Regions from separate parts of the Mus musculus genome. Here all the other regions are linked to region 4. Evidence: chromatin contacts called from public HiChIP or PLAC-seq and promoter capture Hi-C data. All regions are on one chromosome and are shown on one strand. Each heading gives the region's core, a stretch centred on a gene start, on an enhancer-like site or on the middle of the called end of the contact. The rest is flanking DNA. Distances are from core to core; before and after follow the strand shown.

Region 1 (4,502 bases), core at 1,296-3,795, 170 kb after region 4:
CACTGTGTATCCCTGCCCACTGGTCTGGAACCCTCTATGAGGCATTACGCTGGCCTTGAACTCACAGAGATCAACTGAGAGTCAACTGTTTATGTTAACTTCTAAGCATGAATAGACACAAGTTCTCCTACACCTTTAGAAGTTTCCGAAATCCCCAAGCATTTCTTCAGAAGAAGACTTGAATAGTGTGTGTCTATCATGCTAGAGAGGAGAACAGTAACAGCCTTGAATAGTGTGTGTCTATCATGCTAGAGGGGAGAACAGTAACAGACTTGAATAGTGTGTGTCTATCATGCTAGAGGGGAGAACAGTAACAGACTTGAATAGTGTGTGTCTATCATGCTACAGGGGGGAACAGTAACAGACTTGAATAGTGTGTGTCTATCATGCTAGAGGGGAGAACAGTAACAGACTTGAATAGTGTGTGTCTATCAATCATGCTAGAGGGGAGAACAGTAACAGACTTGAATAGTGTGTGTCTATCATGCTAGAGGGGAGAACAGTAACAGACTTGAATAGTGTGTGTCTATCATGCTAGAGAGGAGAACAGTAACAGACTTGAATAGTGTGTGTCTATCATGCTAGAGGGGAGAACAGTAACAGACTTGAATAGTGTGTGTCTATCATGCTAGAGAGGAGAACAGTAACAGACTTGAATAGTGTGTGTCTATCTATCATGCTAGAGGGGAGAACAGTAACAGACTTGAATAGTGTGTGTCTATCTATCATGCTAGAGGGGAGAACAGTAACAGACTTGAATAGTGTGTGTCTATCTATCATGCTAGAGGGGGGAACAGTAACAGACTTGAATAGTGTGTGTCTATCATGCTAGAGGGGAGAACAGTAACAGACTTGAATAGTGTGTGTCTATCATGCTAGAGAGGAGAACAGTAACAGACTTGAATAGTGTGTGTCTATCATGCTAGAGGGGAGAACAGTAACAGACTTGAATAGTGTGTGTCTATCATGCTAGAGGGGAACAGTAACAGACTTGAATAGTGTGTGTCTATCATGCTAGAGGGGAGAACAGTAACAGACTTGAATAGTGTGTGTCTATCATGCTAGAGGGGGAACAGTAACAGACTTGAATAGTGTGTGTCTATCATGCTAGAGGGGGGAACAGTAACAGACTTGAATAGTGTGTGTCTATCATGCTAGAGAGGAGAACAGTAACAGACTTGAATAGTGTGTGTCTATCATGCTAGAGAGGAGAACAGTAACAGACTTGAATAGTGTGTGTCTATCATGCTAGAGGGGGAACAGTAACAGACTTGAATAGTGTGTGTCTATCATGCTAGAGAGGAGAACAGTAACAGACTTGAATAGTGTGTGTCTATCAATCATGCTAGAGGGGAGAACAGTAACAGACTTGAATAGTGTGTGTCTATCATGCTAGAGAGGAGAACAGTAACAGACTTGAATAGTGTGTGTCTATCATGCTAGAGGGGGAACAGTAACAGACTTGAATAGTGTGTGTCTATCATGCTAGAGAGGAGAACAGTAACAGACTTGAATAGTGTGTGTCTATCATGCTAGAGAGGAGAACAGTAACAGACTTGAATAGTGTGTGTCTATCTATCATGCTAGAGGGGGAACAGTAACAGACTTGAATAGTGTGTGTCTATCATGCTAGAGGGGAGAACAGTAACAGACTTGAATAGTGTGTGTCTATCATGCTAGAGAGGAGAACAGTAACAGACTTGAATAGTGTGTGTCTATCTATCATGCTAGAGGGGGAACAGTAACAGACTTGAATAGTGTGTGTCTATCATGCTAGAGGGGAGAACAGTAACAGACTTGAATAGTGTGTGTCTATCAATCATGCTAGAGGGGGAACAGTAACAGACTTGAATAGTGTGTGTCAATCATGCTAGAGGGGAGAACAGTACAGTAACAGCCCAACTCAAATAAGCCCAGTCCTCTCCCTTACCTGACAAGCGTGGACCGACAAGAGTTGGCGCCCATGAATAGTAAGTCTAAGATTTTCAAACTTTTCCTTCCCTCTACCTGCCATGGACAGACCAGGCTCATATCAGTACTTAATTTTCTTTCAGGGCATGCCTCTCCAGCTCCCCCCAACCCCCTTTCAAGAATGTTACAAGAGTTAGTGGGTGGTTAGCAAGACCCTCTCTGAAACAAAGAGCCATTCCAGAAAAATAATTGCCCACATACCAAGGGCTGCCAACATGAGCTGCTTCCCAGTAGTTCAGTAGCCTTAATGAAGGGAGAGCAACGCCTCCCTGCAATACAAATTCTAGTTTGAAGAAAGGAGCTACAGATTGTGGAGAAGTCCAAGTTTAAAAGGCAAACACCACAGGCTCCACAGAGCAGGGAGCAGCAGGCAAAGATTTCTAAATACAGAGCTCAATTGTAAGAGCACCTATTTCTCACTAGATCATCGTTTGCTCTGTCAAAAATAGAACCTTCCACATCTTGATCCATTCAGAATAAGCCACAGCAGGCTCAGCTTTGCTTACACAGGGCAACCGGGTCAGAAAGGCCACACAGGGAAATGGAAAAAGCAGCCAGCAGGTTTTCTTAGGGATTATCCTGCTCCAGCTTTTATCCTCCTTCCCAGCTATTCTGGTGCCAAGAAAGCTGCAGGGAGGTCTTTAGCTCTGGTCTTTCATCAGCAGTCCCACCGCTCTAACTCCCTCTACTGCCCAGTATTTTCTTTACAGAGCTGGCTTAATGAATTTCAAACTCAGGCATGTTGAAAGTGCTAAAGTAGTCTACTGAAAATATAACCAAAGGGCACACATTTAGAAAGGAGATCGCTGTAGCTAAAGGCAGCTCCCAGGGGCTGACTTTTATGGTCATTACAACTCTCCTGCCTCAGACAGAGTGATTTTATTCACTTTAATGAATCTCAAAAAGAACTGGGACTTTAAAAAACTTTATTATAACTTATTTGGTGTATAATGTATGTGGGAACACAAGCTCGTCACATTCATGGAGGTCAGGGGACAATTGGACGCTGGCTCGTTCTTCCCCACAGTGTCAGGCTTGCTGGTGGGCGTCCAGGTGCTTTTACCTATGGAGTCATTTTTCCAGTACAGAAACTGAACTTCCTGGTGGACTTTCAGCCATCTTTACCTTTATCGTGATTTCAGATGGGCTCTGGGGCTGGGAGTGCTGCCCAGTGACAGAATGCTTACGTAGTATACACCAGGCCATGTGTTTGATCCCCAGCACCACAAAATATAAACATAGGATTGGCCTTCCTCATCTTGTAGTACCCACTAAGAACATAATACTAAAACTGTTAGCATGAGTGAGGTGGCACATGTTCATAGTCCCAGCTCTTAGAAAGCTGAGGCAGGAGGACTAGGCTTAAGGCTACCTGGGCCAAACAAGGGGAACCAACCTAAAATAAACGGAGAACCCCTGCTTGCTTGTGAATCTGTTTCAGTATTTGTTCAACTTTGCCTAGAAAACCTCTATTAATTGTCTATCACAATTATTACGCAAAGCTGGAGACTTCCAAGTGTGAGGGCTAGAATCTGCCCATGTGAGCTTTCAAGGGTGACAATCAGAATCAGGAGAAACAATACACTCTCCTAAAGGCAAAGAACTTACTTAAGAAGTAAGTGATGGTGGAAAAGAACCAATCCCCTTCAAGTTGTCCTCTGATGAAATGAGCATAATCCACACATGACACTGCACCAATATAGTGACAAAATAAACAAGGGCAAAAATACCTGCTGGAGGGAGGGGCAAACCGCACCCAAAGCACAGCCCCCTGACTGGGGAGGGGAGTAGTTGCTCTCCTGAGGCAAGGCAGGAGAAATGTGCAGTCCTTGCTTCAGGGCAAGCCCAAGACACCCAGAGGACAAGCCAAATTTCGGTGGAGCAATGATTTTGGCAGATGAGCTGCTGTGGACAGAGGGAGCAGCCAGGCACCATCTTGTCCTGATTTGACATAACTCAGGACAAGCCTGTAACCCCACACAGGGAGGTCAAAGACTCAGGAGGAAGCTGTCCCAAATACTTCCATCACCTTTGTGACCCCTTCAAGCCTACTTTTGCACACATGTGCTGTAGCATCCATATGACGTCAGAAGACAACTTACAGGAGCTGGTTCTCTTCCATGTGTCCTGGGGGTTGAACTCAGGGAATCTGGTTTGGTAGCAAACAACCTCATCTGCTGAGCCATCTTACCAGGCCCCTTACTCTCTACATTTTTATTTATTGCTTTACAATTTCTTGCTCTTCAGGTTTTTGTCTCATTTTGTTGGTATGATTTGTTTTTCTTCTTCCAGACAGGGTTTGTGTAGCCTTGGCTATCACTCAGAGAATGCCTACCTCTGCCTTCTAAGTGCTGGGATAAACAGCATGCGCCACCACCATTGAGCTTTGTATGTTTCCTTATTTCTTAGCTCCCCTCCCGCTTTTCCTTCCAGGATCCTCTCTATTTTGGCTACCTTAGCTCCTTCTTGCTCTTCTCCTCCCTCCCTATTACACCTGTTTCACTGCATCTCAAAGCATTGACTTGCTCTGC
Region 2 (4,464 bases), core at 941-3,440, 150 kb after region 4:
TACATATATACACAGGTAGGTTTTCTTTTTAATTTTTTTCCTGTTCTGGGATCAAATTCAGAATTACACAGTCCAGGCAGGTGCTACCTATAGCTGTGAGCCACACCCCGGGCCCCTAGGTTTTCAATGACTGTGAAAAGGGAGCAAGAATCAAGTCCTGGATAACTTGTCTCAGTATTTTCTTAATGGACACAATGGGGCTGGAGAGATGGCTCGTGGTAAGGGGACTGAGGAAGCAGTGTTGGTTTGACTCCTTGTGAAAAAGGTCTTGGTGGGCAGTGGCAGAGGATGAGGGAAGCTGTGGTGGCTTAAGGACAGGTGGTAGGGGAGGGGGTACTCAGGCTGCCTGGGCTGTGGGCCCTTCTACTCACAAGCTCTTCTGCATTGTCGTCAAAGTGTTTTGTATGTGTGATGAAGGACCATGATTGGTGGGCTTTAAGTCAAAGAGATTATTCTAGACAATCTTGGGGGTGGGGTGGGCTGTTTCAATCTGTTTCAAGGTCTTATAGGAACAGAACCGAGAAGAAATTCTACATATGGACTGAAACCTCAGTTTCCTAAAGAGCTGAGCCTGCCTAGGAGTCAGTCCCCTGTTCCGTGGAGTCTGGAGAGAGCACCAGCGTGCCAGAAGAGCCCACTGCTCTTTAGATTTGGGTTTTTTAGTCTGCTGTTATTAGCATATAAACTGTTTCCTTGAAAAAATATTTTTAAAAAATTACTTAGCCAGACATGATGGTGCACACCTTTAATCCCAGCACTCAGGGGACAGAGGCAGGTGGATCTCTGTGAGTTCAATGATAGCTGGTTTACATAGCAGGTTCCAGGATAACCAGAACTACATAGAGAGTCCCTGCCTCAAAATAAATTTTAATTTCATTGTGTGTGTGTGTATTCACATGACGTGTGTATTTATGAGTGTGGGTGTGTACCTGCCATAGTGCCTGGAGGGGGTCAGAGGGCAACCTTCAAGACTGACCCCATTCCTTCTACCCTGGGGTAAGTCTCTTGTACTGAGCCTTTGATTCTGGTGGAATCCTGATCAACTGGATAATATTTAGCTACAGTTCCTGATACATCTAAATTAAGATTATAAAAAAAAATATAGATCCTTTAGTCCCAGGACTCAGGAGGCAGAGGCAGGTGGATCTGTGAGTTTGAGGCCAGCCTGTTTTATAGTGAGTTCCAGGACAGCCAGAGCTACACAGGGAAACTTTGTCTCAAAAAAACAAAACAAACAAACAAACAAACAAAAAACCCCAAACAAAACAAACTATACATATATATGTATAAAATAAATATAATATGTTTTATATATCATATGAATATATTACTGATTTTAGAAATTATAAAACATCTAAATAATTTTTTTAAAAAATAAGGAGAAACACCTGTAGAATACATAAGAAGCCCGAAGGGTTTGGTGTGACAGTGTGTGCCTGCCATCTCATTGCTCTGGAAGGCTGAGGTAAGACAGGAAGATCACTGTGTCTACAAATTCAAGTCCACCCTGGGCAGCACAGTGATTCCTGGTCTCAAAATGAAAAGGAAAAAACAAGAGTGTACAAAACTACCTTAGAGTGTAAAGACTAAATATTTTTATTAGATGTATTTAAGTAAGTGTGTAACTACAGAATTAAGAATATTGCTGAGCATGGTAACATACCATGTTAGACCAGCATTTGGGAGGCAGAGGGGCAAAGGGGCAGAGGGGCAGAGGGACAGGGGGGCAGAGGGGCAGAGGGGCAGAGGGGCAGAGGGGCAGAGGGGCAGAGGGGCAGAGGGGCAGAGGGACAGAGGGACAGAGGGACAGAGGGACAGAGGGACAGAGGGACAGAGGGGCTGATCTCTGTGAGTTCCAGGCCAGCCTGGACTATATGAGATTTTTTTCAAACAAAAACCTAAACCCAACAAAAGATATTTGAGACTCCCAGTTTGTTTTCTCCTTCGATGATCTCCGGGATCAATTACTCTGAGGTAAGTCAGCTGACTCTGTCATAGAGGTTCTTAAGGGGGAACTGGCCAAGCCACCAAAGAACAAGACCTTGAAACAACAGCCCTCTGGGTGAGGCTGGAACTCAACCATCTAGCCCCGGGGACATTTTCAGAAGACCAAAGCACCAGGCGGCATCCTGTGCAACCTCAAGAAAGAATGAGGGGACCATGCTGTCAAGTCTCTCAACTTCCAGAAACTGGTTGAGATAATCGCTTCCTTTCCAGATAGACTTAAAAGATAACCGAAGCAAAGCAAAAGCCGCTGAGTGGAAGGAACAAAGATAAAAAGGAGGAAGCCTGAAGTGGAAACTAAGATTAAAGTCAACAATGAAACGATTGCTACTAAAAGGCAAAGGAACATAAATCACGGGGAAATGAGTCGCATTATATGTTTCTAATTTAGACATTTAGACACCAAAGGTCAAGGGAGGCCAAACAGAAGGAAATGAATGACGCCAAGCGTGGTGGCGCACAACTTTACTTCCAGCACTTGGGAGGCAGAGGCGGGCAGGTCTCCGTGAGTTCGAGGCCAGCCTAGGCCATGTAGTTTTGAAAGAAAGAAAAGAAAAGAAGTGAAGATAAACTAAGCTTACAGGAAAAGCATGCAAGGGTAGCAAGCAAAACTAATGTTAGGACAAAGTGAAGCTTAAGAGGAAAAGATCCACCAAGGCAGGGAGAGTTCTTACAGAAGGAAAGAAGATCGGTAATGATAACAAGAAACCGCTGCATACAGAGTCTCCTTGATTGGCCTCTGATGAGAAACTGGTCAAAGTACAATTAGAGTGAAAGATGTTAACCCTTTCACATACCCTTGGCGATCAAGCAGGGAGCACTGACCCAGTAAAGTTAGTAACATAATCCATTATCCCAGATTTCAGATTCTGCAAATAATGGCTATACATGCTCATGAATATAAATTGTAAAAAAAAAAATCAAACAAACAAGCAAACACTAAAAACAGATTACAGAGAAAACAATCTCATTAAAGGCAATTTAAAAAACATCTGATGGCTCATGTCTTCCGTCTAAAATTAAACACTGACGGCGTAAGTAGACTCCGAAAGCAGCCTTCACAAGCCTATACAGTAAGTAAGCTCCTCACAAATTAAAGCTTGCACGGCATAAAAAGAAACAAAAAAAAATGTGGAGGTGGGGTTAAGAGCGGAGGAGGGGTGTTGCAGAAGAGGATGCTGGGGCTAGAAAGACAGCTGAGCACCCCGAGCCTTTGCTCCTTTTGCAGAGGACCCGGGTTCCATCCCCAGCGTGCAGGACTGTCTGCAACCCAGCCTTCAAGGGCACCGGACACACACGGTACACAGACAAGCACACTCGTAAAGTAAAAAGAAAGAAACTGTTTAAAAAGAAAGCGATTTGTAGGCCACAGGCTATGGTGGGTGTTGGTAGTTACTATTAGTTGCCTATTAAAAGATGACAATAAGGGCCAGCAACATGGCTCAGTGGCTCAAGGCACCTGCCACCAAGTACTCATACCCTACGGACACAAAATAAATAGTGTAAAAATGTTTTTAAAGCATCTAAAAAATAATAGTGAAAAACATCAGGCTAAACCTTTGTGATAAGTCAGAGCACTCTTTTGAAGAAAACATACAATTTTAAATGTTACTTAATATTTTAAAATCTTTACTCATTTGTTTACGCAGATGAGCGGGCTGAGGTATATGAGACAGGCCAGGAGCGACCTGGAAAGAATCCATCTTTTCAGTTCCCTCCGTGGGTCTGCGGCTGTCAGGCTTGGCCCACTGAGCCATCTCGCTGGCCTAGTGTTATATTAAAAGCATCGATAGCCTCACATAGCAACACACGCCTGTAGCTCTGGTACTTGGAAGTGGGAGGATCAAGAGTTCAAGATCACACTCATCTATGTAGTGGATTCAAAGCCAGGCTAGACTATGAGAGTCTGCCTTGAACTAAACTCTGAAAACAAAACCCCTAAAAGAAATAAAAGAACAGGAGTTCTTTAGGCCAAATAAAACTAATTTGAAAATAAAAAGGATTTGATCATATAAACATTAGGAAATAGACAAGCCTTCAGAAAATCCAATTGAAAAGAAAATGTTCCCAAGAGGTAACAGTCTGCCAACACATTTAACAAGTCTCCTCTCCAAGGCTTTTTTTCCTTTCACTTGCTTTCGTTTTAAAAGATCCCTTCAAGAGCAAGCAGCTTCTAGAAATCAAATGTATTTCCAGATCATGAGTGTAATACAAATCTTTAGTTTTTCTGAGTGTTGCAGACTACATACTAGAACCATGTGCCATCATTAGCTAAAATCACAGGATTTTAAACAGTCTTTAATGTGTTCAGAAGTCGACAAGAGAAACAAGGGCAGTTGGCTGTATTATGCCTGCTCCAAGGGGTTACTGACTGGGTGACATGTCTCAGCTTGCTGCTTTTAATTCCTTTGCTCAAGTTTTGAAGACAGCATCTGAGGGAGGGTCTCACTGAGGTAGCCC
Region 3 (4,254 bases), core at 1,227-3,726, 240 kb before region 4:
CCACTCAGAAGCCAGACAGGTGGGCTGTCGGGAATGCAGTTGGGAAAGTTGGTTCTGAGGTGACCTGCTTATCTCTGTAGACCTGTGGCCATTGGTCCTTATTTCGTGGATTCCGGGTAGTATGGAGACACCTGTGCCGGTAGGAGACAGGGTGATCGGTCCAGACTTTAGGGCTCTTCATGGTTTCATTTGTGCGTGGAGACTCTGCACTTGAGGGAGCTGGCCCAGAGTGCATGATGACCGGAGGTCTCTCCTTATTGCTGAAGTCACTGTCTACCGAGTCTGACTACCATCACCTGAGAAGATCGTGCACCTCTAATTGCCAGTGCCAATTTGCTTCTAATTAGTCAAATGCTAGCAATTAGCTTGTTAAGTTCAACCCGGCTCTGGTGTTGAGGTCATTTTCTTGATTTTGCCTCTTTTCTGGGTCCTCGTGAACACCAGGGGCTGTCTGGAGACTGCAGTCGGCCTGTTTGCCTCACCTGAACCTGGGGCTATGTCACTGCAGATATGAAAGGACAGTAGTGGGGACACACAGCTGTTTTGGTAGATGATGACTGCAGTGCTCAGGGACCTGCTAGAGTCACAGATAGGCAGGGAATCCAGGCTTCTCTTTTTCCAGTCCCTCTGACATTTTTCATCTCTGGGGTGGGAGTAGTCCACTGTGGTCCTAGGATGCAAAAGTGGTTTTCTTTTTAACTTCCCCAAGTCAGGGTCCCACAATATTGTTAAAAAAAAATTCAAGGTCTTACAAGGGAGCAGGAGATGGGCAAATGACTGTTCTGAGTGAATCATATTCTGTAGCAGTGGTGGCTCTCAGCCATTTTTTCTTATTTTTTAAAATACTTATTTATTTAATATACATTCGTACACTATAGTTGTCTTCAGACACACCAGATCTCATTACAGATGGTTGTGAGCCACCCATGTGGTTGCTGGGATTTGAACTCAGGACTTTGGAAGAGCAGTCAGTGCTCTAACCACTGAGCCAGCTCTCAGCCTTCCTAGTGCTCTGACTCTTTAATACAGTTTCATGTTGTGCTGATCCCCAGCCATAAAATTATTTTTGTTGCTACTTCATAACTGTAATTTTGCTACTGTTACGAATTGTAATATAAATACCTTTGTTTTCCAATGGTCTCAATTGAACCCTGTGAAAGGCTTAGTTGACCCCAAAGGCATCACAACCCACACTTTGAGAACCACTGTTCTATAGCGTGGCTCAGAAAGAGACTCCTGTTAGGTGATCCTCACAGGTAAAGATTTTCCCAAATAGTTTCAGTACCCTGGGAAGTTTCTTTAAATCTCTGGGTTTTAGAGTCTGGTGTGATAGTGCATCCCTCTAATCCCAACACTCAGGGGGTTTCAAGTTCTAGGCCATCCTGGACTACATACCAAGATGCTGTCTCCAAAACACAAAACAGAAAACACCTCTGGGTCTCGGTTCTAAGCTATCCTGCAAGAACACGAAAGACCTCTTCCTAGAGGTGAAGATGAAGCATAGTGTGAGTGATGAATCAGCCTCCAAATAATCATTTAATGTCTAAAAAGTCTAGTAGCCAAAGCCAGGTGCGGCAGGGTGGGAGAGGGGTGGAGTAAGCCACTCAAGGGGTTTCAGGATGTCAGTCTGTCCATACCTTAGCTTTGTGACCTTGTGCAAGTCCCTGGATTTCTCCAAGTTTTGGTGGCTCCATATGCAAAGTGAGATAACACACTTGTACTCCATCAAGGTAACTTTACCAATAACACCCAGAGTGTGACCAGCGTAGCAAGAACTAGAGAGTACACGTAGAGACACTTATATTGCGAATACGCTGACTTCTGCGCGTGTTGGGAAGAGGGGAATCCTGAATCAGGCTGACCAGCAGCCGGTGGCTACTCAGTCTGAGAAACTGTTTCTTGTGAGAGGTGACAGTGACAGTGAAAAAAGTGGTGGGTGGCTTGGCAAGTGAAGGGGTTGCTCCCAAGGCTAGGAATCTCAGGTCCATACCTGGGACCCACGTGGTGGAAGAAAGAAAACTGACTCCTGCCTTCTAAGTTATACATGCACACTGTGACATGTGTGAAAGAGAGCGTGCGCTCGAGCACACACACACACACACACACACACACACACTCTCTCTCTCTCTCTCTCTCTCTCTCTCTCTCTCTCTCTCACACACACACACACACACACACACAAATAAAACCTAAAAGGTTGGCTGACAGGGTTCTACATAGTGAGCTCCAGGCCAACCAGGACTAGAAGAGACCCCCAAAAAAAAAAAGTTTGGCTGGCAGGATCAGGCTTGGGTGACAGAACCAGGGAGGTTAGCGTGTGGTTCATGCTCCTTACTGGAGGAGGCTGCTTCATGGGAAACAGAGGTCCCAGACAGCAGGAACTTAATTCCCTCAGGCATGTAGGCCTCTCAGCCTGGGCCAGTCCTGTTAGCAACCTCCCAGCTGCTTGGTAGCCTGGTTGGTCCCCTGACCTTCCTATGCAAGACAGCCCGGTGGCCATGCTGGGTTGCCACGGTAACTGGCAGCCTCCCAGCTGAGTTGCCTGGGTAACCAGTTGGCTGGTATTTGGGGGAGGGGGTACTGAGCTAGGGAGAAAAAAAAATCAACCTCAAAAGAGATGGAGAAGGATATAGGGTGGGACAAAGAGGAAGATGGGTGTGCCCAGCCTTCTTTTTCCTTTAGGGAATTGGAAAATCCTGAGAAAGGCAAAAACAGGATGCTGTGTTGTCTCTGCCCTCACATGTATGTTCCCACATGTGTATGAGTTTCCTGGCAAGGGCCATACAAACACAGGTCTCAGTCCTAGCTCTTCTTTCCCCACCCCTTCATCTGTAAAACAGAGGGGCTGATGGGAGTCCGCATAACTACTCAGTCTGCAGTGGAGGGGCTGATGGGAATCCCCACCATCTGTCCATGGTGGGTCCCCTCTTTTTCCACCTTAATCTTTTTCATTGGTGGATACTTCCTAGACTGTCACCTGCTTTCCTGGTCTGAGCCTAGTTTGGTGGTAGAGCCTGGGATCGGGGCTGGCACTTGGGAGATGTGACTCCTAACTCCTAAGGAGCTTAGCATTCCAATCTGCTGAGGACAGAGAGCAAGTCACACAGGTGAGAACTCTGAACACAGTTAAGGAAGTCTGAAAGGTGCCGCCTAATGGGATGTTGCTGAGAAGCCGATATGAGATTTATCCTTCTCTAATAACAAGCATGCTACCTTCACTTGCCACAGCTTCCTGCTCTATTCCAGGAAGGCTCCCCACACCGTTTTCTAAATATAGCCTTGACCCTTCTCTTGATTTCACACCCACTGGTGAGTCACCACATGGAGTTTGAGAAACACAGAGAGGCTGCAAGGAACCCCAGGCTCTCTCTTACGTTCCACACCGAGTATTGCCTGTCCGGACCTTGCGGCTCCTATCTGTGAGGTTAACCAAGGGTCAGCGGTCACTCTATCTGCTACGGTCACAGAGGCATGTCCCCAACTTGGGACCTCAACAGGTATATTGCTCAGGTTCACAGTCTATTCTTTGTCTATTGTCTTTGTTAGGTTTCTATTGCTGTGAAGAGACACCATGACCATAGTAACTCCTCCTTCTCTTCCTCCTCCTCGTCCTCGTCTCCTTCTCCTTCTCCCTTTTCTTTTCTTCTTCTTTTTCTTTATCGAGACAGGGTTTCTCTGTCCTGGAACTCACTCTGTAGATCAGTCTGGCCTCCAACTCAGAAATCCACCTGCCTCTGCCTCCCAAGTGCTGGGATTAAAGGCATACGTCATCACTGCCCGACCACCACAGCAACTCTTAAAAAGGAAAACATTTGATTGGGGCAGGCTTACAGTTCAGAGGTTTAGTTCATTATCATCATGGTAGGAAGCATGGCAGCATGCAGGCAAATATGGTGCTGAAGAAGGAGCTGAGAGTTCTACCTCTGGATCAGCAGGCAACAGGAAGAGAGAGTGACACTGGGCTTGGCTTGAACATTTGAAACCTCAAAACCCTCCCACAGTGACACACTTCCACCAAGGCCACACCTCCTAACAGTGCCACACCCTAAGAGCCTATGGAGGCCATTTTCATTCAAACTACCAAATGTACTGAGTCTGTCATCCTGAGCTATTCCCTCCCTCCCCTCTCCCTCCTTCCCTCCCTTCTCTTCTCTTCTCTTCTCTTCTCTTCTCTTCTCTTCTCTTCTCTTCTCTTCTCTTCTCTTCTCTTCTCTTCTTTTTTGAAATGGGGTCTCACAGCGCAGCCCAGGTTGG
Region 4 (4,544 bases), core at 1,435-3,934:
ACCCTTTCAAAGACATTTCCTTCCTGGGGCTGTTTCCAGGGAGAATGCTACATGGTGTGAAGATTAATTTTTAAGAGGAAAGAAGGAAGGGAAGAAGGAAGGAAAAAAGTACTCAAAAAGGTTGAAGCAGGTAAGTAACAAGAAGGTAAGTTTGGGTAGATCAGAATCCAGAAGAGGTAGGAAGGAGAGTGAGGTCACTTCCTCCCCATAAGTGATAATTACTAAAATCGATCAAACGGACACAATCACAAAGATTGTGGGCTCTATACACGGTCCTTTAAATTATAATGGCCCAGGTTGGAGATACTGCTCCGTGGTAGTCACTTCCCCAGTATGAACTAGGCCCTGGGCTTGATAATACTGTTATTACAGTAAGGACAATAGCTAGCTGGGCATGGTGTCTGTGCCTTTAATCCCAGCACTCAGGAGACAGAGGCAGAAGAATCTGAGTTCGAGGCCAGCCTGGTCTACAAAACAAGTCCCAGAGCGGCCAGAGCTACGCAGAGACCCTGTATTGGAAAACAAACTAATAGTAACAACAATAATAGACGTAAATATGATTAGTAATAAGAAACAACAGCTAACTTCCCAAATGCACACACTGAATACAGTACCCAAGATTTCCTGCATGTTGAGCTAGAGCTCTTCCACTAAGTTACATCCCGACAACAAAAGCTAACAGTTGCCGAGCATTTATTTACTTTGTGCCGCATGGCGCTGAGATTGCCTTTAGACTTTTCATCCTTAAGACCACCCCCACGAGGTGGCCACTGTCAGAATTTAACCTCACTATACAGATAAGTAACCTGAGCAAGGGAGGTGGGTCAAATTGCCTTCGGTGGCACCACCAGCGGCTGCACTACTGTACAACTCCAGCTTAGCTTCCTGGTTCTAACTACAAGGCTATCTGGCGTTCCGTGGTACAGGCCTTCCAAACCAGCATCCTTCAAACCATCAACATACACCAGCTTCAAAGATAGAAGCACAGATCCGCCCTTTTTTTAAACTGAGAAAGTACAGGCGATGTTTGGACATCGCCAGGATCAAGCGACCCATCTCGGTCAAGAACAAGACCCAAGTGTGTTGAATCTAGCACACAGTGAGGGACTTCCTACCGCATCAAGAAGTTGGAAACAGGGTCTCTGGGAACCTTGCTCGGAGTGGCAGCATCACTGACTGACTGCCTTAGGTCAGACCCCTCTGCCAGCGCCAGCGCTAAGGCGCCGGGCCCGGAAATTCCCACAGAGCTAAAGCAAACTTCCCAGGAAAACTCCTCAGTTTCCTCTAAGCTCTTGTCACGGAGATGCTGCCAAGAGCGCCAGCTGCTGGGGACCCTCCCAGGCTAGAGCCACCGCTCAAGCGCCCGGGGTCCTCCCGGAATGATCCAAGGCTGAAGTTCAAAATTCACGTCCAGCCCAAGCCGGACCCCCGGCCTCGCCAAGGACTCTGGGACAGCTCCCACTCTCCGTGCCTTTCCCCCCCCAGCTTCAAGTAATGAGGCACCTCCTGCCAGGACATGTAGGTTGGTTGCGGGGAGATCCCGCGGGCGACCCTAGAGCTCCTGGGGAATCTGAGCAGCCGCAGCTGGCGCGTGCAAACACACGCACGCACACACACACACACTCGCGTGAGTGTGTGTTTACGTACCGAACGTGGGATGGGAAAACAATGGCGAACCGCTGGGACTACGCGACCACCCCCCACCCCCATCCCATCAGTCCTGTGATCAATTTATTTCTACAGTGAAAGGGGCTGAAAGGCGCTTCTCCGACACTCCACCGTGGGACGCAGGGGTGGCAAGGGGCAGGCTGGAGTGAAGAGCAGCAAGGGCTGAAAAAATGGGAGGCGGCGCCCGGCTGGTCCGCGGGGAATGAACCGGAGCCGTGGGAAGGGCGCGCGCTGAACCCCGGCTGCCCAATGCACCCCGGGACCGGAGCTCCGCGTTGCGGGTACCCGAGCCCCACGTGGGGCTCGCACGGGGACATCTAAGCTCAGGCTGGGAGTGCTTAAACTGGGAGCGTTGGTCAGGCTGGGGCGAAAGACCTAAGGCCGGCGGGTCGCAAAGGGCGGGCGGGTAGAGGACCCCCGAAGCCCGGCTCGCGTGGCGCGCGCACGCCACCCCCAACGGCCTGTAGCCACTGCCCTCCAAAAGGACGCGGGATCAGCGCGGCGCCACCGGCCGGCGTTGTGAGGGGTCTGGTAGGATCGGCTCCGCCTGGCAAAAACTTTGCCCAAGATGGAAAGTCGCGCGGCAGAGAGCCAGCGTGTCCCTAGGAACGCGGGGGCGCGCGTGTCAAACTTCGCGAGGCTGGGGTGATGGGGCGCGCGGCGCGAAGGGGCGCACTTACTAATCGGTCGGGCGCGGGCCCGGGGTCGCAACTCCGCGCTCCGGCTTCTGCTCAGTGCGTCCCGGCAGCCAGCAGCCTGGCCTTCCCGCTCACATGCCCCGGCAACGCGGCGGGCAGCGGGCCGGGGCGGCGCGGCCGGGCGGAGGCACGCCCCCCGCCGTGGGCTGGAAGCGCTCAGGACCCGCGGCCCGCCGGGCTCCGCTGGCCACGGTCGCCGAGCTGAGGACGGGTCGGGCGGCGCCCTCCTCCGAGCCAGGCCGCTCGGCACTCTGCCCTCTGCCCCCGGCTGGCCGCCGCCGTGTTCCCTTCCGCAGTCCGGCTCCCGGACTCGCGGCCGCTGCGCCCGCCAGGCCGGCGGGCAGTGCGCTCTGCTCCTCCGCGCAGCTCCGAGCCCGCTGGGTCCAAAGCCAGGGCCTCCGAAGCTGAGCGCGCCGCCTCGGCCTTCGACCTCCGCCGGCCGCTCCGGAGCTCGGCTTCCAGGAGCCGCGCTCGTACACTTCAGTTCCCAGGCGGGACTGGAGCAGGGCGCTCGCCGCTCGCTTCTGCGAAAGCCACTCCGACAGCCTCCGAGGAGAAAGAGGGAGGGAGGGAGGGAGGGCGCGAGCGGGCGGGGGAGGAGGGAGGGTGTGGAGATGGAGGAGGGAGGGACAGAGCTTCCTCCTCCTCCTCCTCCTCCTCCTCCTCCTCCTCCTCCTCCTCCTCCTCCTCCTCCTCCTCCTCCTCCTCCTCCTCCTCCCAGCAGCTGGTCCAGCCAGGCCTCAACAGCTGGAGACCTGTGCTGGGAAGGGGACAGCAGAGGTTCTCCAGAGTGAGACCTGTGGAGATGTAGTGACCCACTGGATAGAGAAAATAGGGGGAGGAAGGTGAATTCTGCCTAGTCCCCTCGACCCAGGTTTGAGAGTTACTATGGGGAATTTTCATTCCTTTTAACAAGTCCAGTTCACAGCCTCCTCCAGAGACCCGAGATTGAACTTTATTTTTCTCACTGGTAAATCAGACTGGCCTCGAACTCACAGAAACCTGCTTGGCTCTGCCTCCAGGGTGCTAGGATTAAAGGCATGCTCCTTGAGAACTGCCCTTGGAGCTGGGAGTGGCTCATGCCTATAATACCTGGGAAGCTGAGGCAGGAGGATCTCAATTTGAAACCAACCTGAGGGCAAGGAGAGACCTGCTTTGATGCGATCAGATCTCTGACAGCTTCCTAATGTCTAGCCACTCCCTAGCCCTGTCCTTTTTAGAATTTCTCCAACAAGTCCTTCCTTTCTTCCTGCCCCGTTTAGGAGGAAGGTTTGTTTGAAGAAGGGTTTCTCCTCATTCGGCCCATCTATTAAATGTCTACACCAAACCTGACCCAAGCAGATGCCAGGGATCACCAAGATGAATGACACAGTGGCAGCCCTTTCTGGATTCCCATGTTGTGAAGACTCTAATTCTACAAAGTGCTAGAGCCATAGGGTCTACCAAGGATGCTAAGCTATGGGGACTTGGATCAGAGTCTCCTTAGAAAGGCCACAGTTTGAAGTACGTCTTGAAGACCTGTGGGAGCAGGGCTGGTTGAAGGAACGCCCATTGTGGGACTGTATGACCCTCTCCCTCTCGAGTGGTGGCCAAGCAGGAAGCTTCCACAGGATGCATGCATTTCATCAGTCCCTGCTTCCCTGCCTGGGTGACAACTCTTCCATAGTCTTCTGTCTTTTGGGTCTCTGTCTGGTACCAGCTTCTCAGGCAATCTTTGAGGATCAAATCATGGCCAGGAGCTCCATCCATGGGCTCTGAGAACCCCACAGGTCATTTGCCTGTCTACACTGTGACATTGAGATGGTAAACTCTTTGGGACAGGGAGGGATGTGCCTCTTGTTCATGGTTAGATCCTATGTGTCTAGATGGGACTTGGCAAAGAGGAGGCCCATAATACATTCGTGTTTATCAGTTAGCTCTTTACAAAGAAAGGGGTTCTAAGCAGGGCTCTGGTGCAATCAGTGTAGCTGAGGTACAGAGGTTGGCCAATGAGGAGCTTCAGAAGGAAGGATGAAGACCTGAGCCAAGGTAGGGCTAGAGTGTGGGAAAGCAGATGGGAAAGGCCAATGGTAACTGTTGAGGGTATGGTTTTAGGGAGACTGGGTGGGATCATTTCAGAAGCCAGGAAAGAATTATCCAAGGGCCACCTTCTTTCTCTCCTCCCAGACAGCATGTCTG

What was found. Promoter capture Hi-C pulls out the DNA fragments that hold promoters and counts their contacts. HiChIP or PLAC-seq counts read pairs in DNA pulled down with a chosen protein or histone mark.
Region 1: an H3K4me3 HiChIP or PLAC-seq map of neural progenitor cells shows a contact between it and region 4, with 31 read pairs. The contact joins the enhancer-like site here to the promoter of Sox13 in region 4. A contact is called at or near these places in 7 of 39 promoter capture datasets (the 3T3-L1 cell line, the HPC-7 cell line, cancer-associated fibroblasts and 4 more), 20 of 484 Hi-C or Micro-C datasets (Sertoli cells, cardiomyocytes, cerebral cortex and 8 more), 32 of 115 datasets of contacts at active chromatin or transcription factors (the HPC-7 cell line, bone marrow-derived macrophages, craniofacial prominence and 21 more) and 4 of 9 other capture datasets (adipose tissue, embryonic stem cells, liver and 1 more).
Region 2: a contact with region 4 is called in a promoter capture Hi-C map of the HPC-7 cell line. The contact joins the enhancer-like site here to the promoter of Sox13 in region 4. A contact is called at or near these places in 6 of 39 promoter capture datasets (the HPC-7 cell line, cranial neural crest, embryonic stem cells and 3 more), 8 of 484 Hi-C or Micro-C datasets (the HPC-7 cell line, cerebral cortex, embryonic fibroblasts and 2 more), 23 of 115 datasets of contacts at active chromatin or transcription factors (the HPC-7 cell line, cardiomyocytes, craniofacial prominence and 15 more) and 3 of 9 other capture datasets (adipose tissue, liver and pancreatic islet).
Region 3: an HNF4G HiChIP or PLAC-seq map of pancreatic cancer cells shows a contact between it and region 4. The contact joins the enhancer-like site here to the promoter of Sox13 in region 4. A contact is called at or near these places in 1 of 39 promoter capture datasets (liver), 1 of 484 Hi-C or Micro-C datasets (palatal mesenchyme), 7 of 115 datasets of contacts at active chromatin or transcription factors (embryonic basal ganglia, embryonic forebrain, embryonic hindbrain and 4 more) and 2 of 9 other capture datasets (adipose tissue and embryonic stem cells).

What each region holds. Positions count from the first base shown.
Region 1 is chr1:133,594,271-133,598,772 of GRCm38.p6, forward strand. No RefSeq gene overlaps it. Among named protein-coding and RNA genes, the nearest start is that of Snrpe, 14 kb to the right of the region's middle. Within about 2 kb of position 2,546, at least 32 of the 459 cell types and tissues checked have an H3K27ac peak or open chromatin away from gene starts, as enhancers often do. A contact at or near this core is called in cortical neurons, embryonic limb bud, neural progenitor cells and 1 more, where this site is marked.
Region 2 is chr1:133,569,216-133,573,679 of GRCm38.p6, forward strand. No RefSeq gene overlaps it. Among named protein-coding and RNA genes, the nearest start is that of Snrpe, 39 kb to the right of the region's middle. Within about 2 kb of position 2,191, at least 9 of the 459 cell types and tissues checked have an H3K27ac peak or open chromatin away from gene starts, as enhancers often do. A contact at or near this core is called in the HPC-7 cell line, where this site is marked.
Region 3 is chr1:133,185,660-133,189,913 of GRCm38.p6, forward strand. It overlaps a transcript of Plekha6 not described here. Among named protein-coding and RNA genes, the nearest start is that of Gm51648, 26 kb to the right of the region's middle. RefSeq lists an enhancer at 321-3,834. Within about 2 kb of position 2,477, at least 105 of the 459 cell types and tissues checked have an H3K27ac peak or open chromatin away from gene starts, as enhancers often do. A contact at or near this core is called in adipose tissue, embryonic basal ganglia, neural tube and 1 more, where this site is marked.
Region 4 is chr1:133,421,528-133,426,071 of GRCm38.p6, forward strand. It overlaps Sox13 (SRY (sex determining region Y)-box 13), which reads right to left and starts at 2,685. Exons shown (of 14, transcript NM_011439.2): 1 at 2,349-2,685.